Linked DNA regions of Sus scrofa: region 2 is linked to region 1. Evidence: chromatin contacts called from public HiChIP or PLAC-seq data. All regions are on one chromosome and are shown on one strand. The core of a region is the stretch at or near the end of the contact, and the rest is flanking DNA. Distances in the headings are between cores, read along the strand shown. Region 1 holds the start of LOC110260125. Region 2 overlaps SPTBN1 (spectrin beta chain, non-erythrocytic 1).

Region 1 (3,077 bases), core at 231-2,730:
TTATCTCTAAGAGCTTGCTAAACCTGAGCTCTAAGGCAGGTGTTGGAAAACCTCGTCTATAAATGGCCAGAGATAAGTAAATATTTTAGGCTTTGTGGACCATACTCTCTCTGTTAAAACCCTGCCGTTGTGTAGTCCAGAAGTAGCCATTGACGATACATGAGCCATTGGCTATGGTTGTGTTCCAGTAAAACTTCATGCATGGTCACAAATTTGAATTTCCTATCATTTTCACGTGCCACGGTATTTCTTTTGGGGAGTTCCCTTTATGGCTCAGCACAGACTTGACTAGTATCCATGAGGAAGTGGGTTCTATCCCTGGCCTTGCTCATTGGGTTAATAGGGATCTGCCGTTGCTGTGAGCTGTGGTGTAGGTTGCAGATGTGGCTTGGATCTCATGTTGCTGTGGCTTTGGTGCAGGCTGGTGGCTGCGGCTCCAATGCGACTCCTAGCCTGGAAACTTCCATATGCCTCGGGTGTGGCCCTAAAAAAACAAAATTATAACATATATATGAATCTTTTTGACTTTTTTTTAAGAAAACATTTAAGGAGTCCCTTTGTGACACAGCAGAAATGAATCCGACTAGTAACCATGAGGTTGAGGGTTTGATCCCTGGTCTTGCTCGGTGGGTTAAGGATCCAGTGTGGCCATGAGCTATGGTATAGGTTGCAGACACGGCTCGGAATCCATGTTGCTGTGACTGTGGTGCAGGCCAGCAGCTGTAGCTCCTATTTGACCCCTAGCCTGGGAACCTACATAGGCCGAGGGTGCAGCCCTAAAAAGCAAAAAAAATAAATAATAAATAAAAATAAAAAACATTTAAGGTGTAAAATATTTTACAGAGATCATACAAAAACAGATGACAGGCAAGGTGTGGCCTGTGGGTCACTTCGCTGCCAGCAGGGGTCAAGGGTTAGATATCCATGTTATGCTTGTCTATTTTATCTGGTTCTATGGACTCTATACCACTTGCATGTTTTCTTACATAAAGCAGCAATGGGTGCCAGTGTTACAGGTTTTCAGTAATTTCTTCCACAGAGGCCATGCCTCGTGTGACATCAGTCCTGGGCTCCGCCACTTTCTGGCATCAGAGCCTTCTGCTTCCCCAGGGCGAATTGAGACCTCGCCGTCTCCTCCTCTCTTCTCACCTGTACCCAAGACCATTTATCTCACCATGACATGCTCTTGCCCTTGCCTTACTCTGTATTGGAATCAAGTTGTTCAGTTCTCAACAGGTGAACCTCAGACCAAAATGTTTAGTCAGAAAAAGCATCTTGGAAAATAACCATGATTACAGCCTACCTGACAAAGCCCGGCAGATGGCAGGCAGGCTACACTCCAAAGGAAATCAACCAGCAGTCCCAGAATCCCACAAAAAGTAAATATGGATGGAACATTTTGCACATAATTCCAGAGGTTTTGCAGACCCCACCGCCTGGGTGTGGTGGTATGTGCTCCCTTCACTGCCCCTGCGGAGGATGCCTGAGGCCAGAAAGTGGAAGACGATGGGCAGCGAGAGGTGGAACAGCCATAGAAGCCTGGCTTCTGGGGGTTGTCAGATGCCGACATCGGCAGATGTGATTAGTAAATCCCAACAACGTCATGTCCATGGGCTGAAGTTATAGGCTGTGTAGGATCGTGATCTTCAATCTTGTCAGGCTAAATAGTGGCTTTTTAAAAACCATACACTTTTAAATTTTAAGAATTGTGTATGTTTTTGCTTCTATAATGCACTATGTTACTTGAATTTTTGATACAGGAGGGGTGATAAAACTGGTTTGTGGGTATTTCTGAGATGTGAGAAGCAGTAAATTAAGACTAGGAAGTGGACATTCTTGTTTAATTAAAGGCCGCTTTTGTTACATTGGAATACCTCTGAAGTTGGAATGCATCTTCAGTTCACCAGCCTCGGTGTTGTGTTTTCTTGGAGGTACCTAGAATGATGAAGCTTCATATGGCCACAGATCTTCGGTGTCCCAAACTGAGCAGTGTTATCTTCTCACCAAGTTTTTGGCACTTTTAGGGTTGGTTGTGTATAGGATGGGGCTATGATATTTGCTTCAGGTTACATTCGTTTCATTATCCATTGGAATACTTAAATATTTCATCTAGTGGTAGGATTCGTGTAGGAGAACTAGGATAAATACTTGAGTCTCTACCATGATTTGAGCTGGCCTTTCTAACCATGATCCATAACCCAGAAAGCCATCAAAGAAAAAAAGTAAAACTCCTGTCCACCAAATCTCAAGACTTTTCTCACCATTGAAAGTCATGGTGAAATTTTCACTTTCCATTTTTCAACACCAACCCTCAATAAATTACCCTTTTTGAAACCTTAAAATGTCTCATCTTTGGCTGGTGGAAGACCCTTCAAACTGGCTTCTGAGGCCTTTTAATACAACCTAGAAATCTTTGACACCTTCCTCATCTGGCATGACAGTGTCCCAGGCTCATCCAGGACATTTCTTGCAGACCTGCAATCAGAGATTTCTCTAAGAATCCCTGGTTTCTTTGCATGGAAAATATTATTTCACAACTATAATTTGTGTGCTAGCAAAGCCTGTTGCTACTAGTTTGTCCTTGTTTCCTGGGTTTATCGGTGGATTAAGCTAAGAGAAAATAACCTGAATTCAGGACTGTGGGGTTTTTTTCTTAAGATTTCCTATATTGTGTCCTAATCATTTTCGCTCAGAATCAGAATCAGGATCAGGGCTCTCAAGGATACAGGAGGCATAGAATTAGAATATCCTATAAATTACTCATGTGCTTTATCCCAAAATACATGCATAAACGCAGAATAGCAATAATACCACCACCAATCTAATTACTGAGAACAGTTTTTATTTTTAAAACTTTTAAATTTTGTGATCATTGCAGATTCACATACGGTCATAAGAAATAATTCACTACCCTTTACCCAGTTTCCCATAAGGGTATCATCAGCAGTTTATAGTAAGCATCACATCTAGAATGTTGACCTTAACACAGTCAAGATACAGAATACTTCACCACAAGGATCCCTCCTGTTGCCCTTCTATTGCCACACCTGCTTCCCAGCCCTGTCACCTTTAGTCTG
Region 2 (3,077 bases), core at 432-2,931, 130 kb before region 1:
TCACTGACTGGAGCCCTCTGCATAGTGCTAGTATCTGCTCGTCCTAACTCAGCTCACATGTGGCTGTGATGTGCTGGGATTCCAACTCTGCCTCCTGCCAGTCTTTTCTCTTTTGACCTCATTGGTAAATCCCTCAGTACTTTCTCTACTTGAGATGTCTGTGAGGTTGAGGATGGAGATGGGGCTCTGACGGGCCCAGATAATCTTTTCATACCAGGTCATGACCAACTGGCTACTTAGAGATGGTTACCTTGAGAAGAGGTATCCCGAACATGGCTGAGGAGCAGGAAGGCATATGTATAAAACGTACCAGCCCCGTCATCCATGACTTAGAGGGGGTTTGGCTGGCACTTGGAGCTATGGTGGACATTTCTGGTGCAGAATTGTGGTGTGGTGGGGAAGGTACTTTATATTAGGACTTTTGGGGTAAGATATTGGAGTGTCTTATGTGATCCAGGGAAGAGCTAAACAGCCAATCTGAGGAAAAGGCCAAGTGTAGACAGGCCCCACGACAACAGAAATGAAGGCTTTCCATCTCTACCTTTTGATTTTAGCTTTTGTCTCTGCCCTGGCAGGTGATCTTCCAGGTAACAGGAAATGTGGTTGCCATCTGCCCCTGGACTTTACTGTCCACTCCTTGACCTATTTTTCTAGTTCCATTTGGAAACATTGGGGCTGTTTGATAAGGAAGCTATAATTTTTACTAGGCTTTGGTCAGGAGGCGACTCCTGATCCAGTGAACTGTGGTGTGGGGTATAGAGGGATGGAAGAACATGACAGCTTTCCTTGGAACCACCTGGAGCTCTTCTCGAAAAAGGGGACAGGCGTTGGGCAGATGGCAGTACATAACAGGAAATGTTCACGGCATGTTTTCAGATAAATTGATGTTCTCTATTCACAGGTAAAACTTTTATAAAATGGCAAGGGGACATTCACCATTGACTAATTGCTTCCTCAAAACAAAGCAACCCATAATGTTACAGCTTCCTTTAAGATCTTTGAAAACGTAAACAAAGAGGAATGAACATTAGCATGGCAGTCTTTAGAATATGCCTTGTTAGGGAGTTCCTGTGATGGCGCAGTGGTAGTAAACCAACTAGTATCCATGAGACTGTGGGTTTGAACCCTGGCCTCATTTCAGTTGGTAAAGGATCCGGTGTTGTCAGGGGTTCTGGTGTAAGTTGCAGATGTAGCTTGGATCCTGCATTGCTGTGGCTGTGGTATAGGCCTGTGGCTACAGCTCCGATTAGACCCCTAGCCTGGGAACCTCCATATGCTGTGGGTGCAGCCCTAAAAAGACAAAAAAAAAAAAGAGAGAGAGAAAAAAGAATAAGCCTTATTAGAATAAGCTCTTCTGGAGTTCCCTGGTGGTTCAGTGGGTTAAGGATCATGCATTGTCACTGCTGGGGTGTGGGTCACTGCTGTGGTGCAAGTTTGATCCTTGACCCAGATGCGACCAAAGGAAAAAAGAAAAAAGAGTAAGTTATTCAGTTTGTACCTAAGTTAACTGGTGAATTTACTTTGTGATTTTGTGACTTGGAAACAGTCTATCCCATTCTTTCTTCTGGAGCCTTAAGGACCAGTGCCGTTCTTAGAGTATGACAGGTGCCCAGTTATGGAGTGTCATTCCAGACGTTTTTAGCCATATAGTGATGTAAATACAATACTAGCATGTTCCTTACCCACATATAACTATTTTTGGGAAATAGACTTTATGTATAAAACAGTCAGTGCATGCAACCATATTACGTGGAAGTGTTGTGACACTTCCCCCAAACCTGAATCTTAGTCACTTCATTTTCTGGTTGGTAATTTTCCACAATTCTTATCTCTTCTGTAGTCTCATTAGGTAATTTTCAAGGAAAACTTTGATTTCTTTCTTGTACGCCTGTGAATTTTCAGAACCCTAAGGTAGTGACATGATCGGGTAATGGGCACATATTACTGGGTGAGGCTGATAAACATTTTGCCATACAGGTTTAAATTTCTACAGATGCCTTCGATTTCTTGAACATGTATGTGAAATTGCTTTATTAGCCACATGATTGTGTCTGTTGCCCTCGTAAGAAACAGATGGACTGAAGTCAGGGAGATGCCAGGCCATTTGCCAGGTCCCGGGCCCTCCCTGCATTGCATGGGACCATTTGGATCACCCTGTAAGTCTTCAGGAAACCCAAGCCCTCTCCACTGGCTCCAGCTTGAGCCTAATTAACTTTGTGTGTGTGCTCAAGGTGGATGTATCCATACTTTCTCTCTCTCTCTGGCTGCCTGCTAAACTCCTTGAAGACAGTGACAAGCTATGTTTCTTTCGGCTTTCCCTAGAGTGCCTCACATAAGGCAGAATGGGATTATGTACTTTTACTTGGCAGACTGAAGCATCCATTCATGGTGAGAACCACTAAGTACCACTTCATTGGGGAAAATTTCTCCCTAATTTCTGCAATACTCATTGGAAAGTTAGTTTTGTGTATTTAAGAATTTTACATTAAGAGGCATCATAAAATAATGCATTTCATTGTATATTGTACTTTACAATGCATAAAAAAGTTTTCAAAATCCAAACATGGCAGAGTGGACAATGAATGTTTCCTCTTCACTAAACCCATCCCCAACCCTAAAGATCATTCAAGATTTTGATGCATATATTTTGAGATATTTTCCATGTAAATTATTGTAAACAGTACAGGACAAATTGATTGTTAGAATCAGGAGCTTAGTCTTTCTCCCACCAGAGAGTATTTGTCTTAGATATTCGTTCTTACAGGATCCAATCTCCTTACTGCATTGTTAACTGACAGAGATGCTTTTGGAAGTTTGGAGCATTGTTTGTTTGGAAGCTGGTACAGACCATTACACCGTGGACCAGACATCCTTCCATGATGCTCTCAGTTTGGCCCCTGGTGCATATGCCTGCTCCTAGGGTTTTAAGCTTTTTGGCCAGAAGAGCTAAAGCTGAAGATTTCTTTGTCTGGTGCTTCTTCATGTCACTGCAGTGTTTCTGGACCACTTCTCTCTTTGTCTCTTTGCTTCCATGTTTCTGGAATAGTGGAGGTGCTTGGGGGGTGGGGGGAGCATCA

What was found. HiChIP or PLAC-seq counts read pairs in DNA pulled down with a chosen protein or histone mark.
Region 2: an H3K27ac HiChIP or PLAC-seq map of alveolar macrophages shows a contact between it and region 1. The contact joins the enhancer-like site here to the promoter of LOC110260125 in region 1. A contact is called at or near these places in 6 of 47 Hi-C or Micro-C datasets (embryonic fibroblasts, fetal skeletal muscle, mesenchymal stem cells and 3 more) and 2 of 2 datasets of contacts at active chromatin or transcription factors (alveolar macrophages and skeletal muscle).

The regions. Positions count from the first base shown.
Region 1 is chr3:86,581,935-86,585,011 of Sscrofa11.1, reverse strand. LOC110260125 reads left to right here and starts at 1,480. Exons shown (of 5, transcript XM_021088405.1): 1 at 1,480-1,578. The coding sequence starts at 1,480.
Region 2 is chr3:86,715,040-86,718,116 of Sscrofa11.1, reverse strand. The region is part of intron 2 of SPTBN1 (spectrin beta chain, non-erythrocytic 1); the gene reads left to right. Among named protein-coding and RNA genes, the nearest start is that of SPTBN1, 68 kb to the left of the region's middle. Within about 2 kb of position 1,681, at least 1 of the 83 cell types and tissues checked has an H3K27ac peak or open chromatin away from gene starts, as enhancers often do. A contact at or near this core is called in alveolar macrophages, where this site is marked.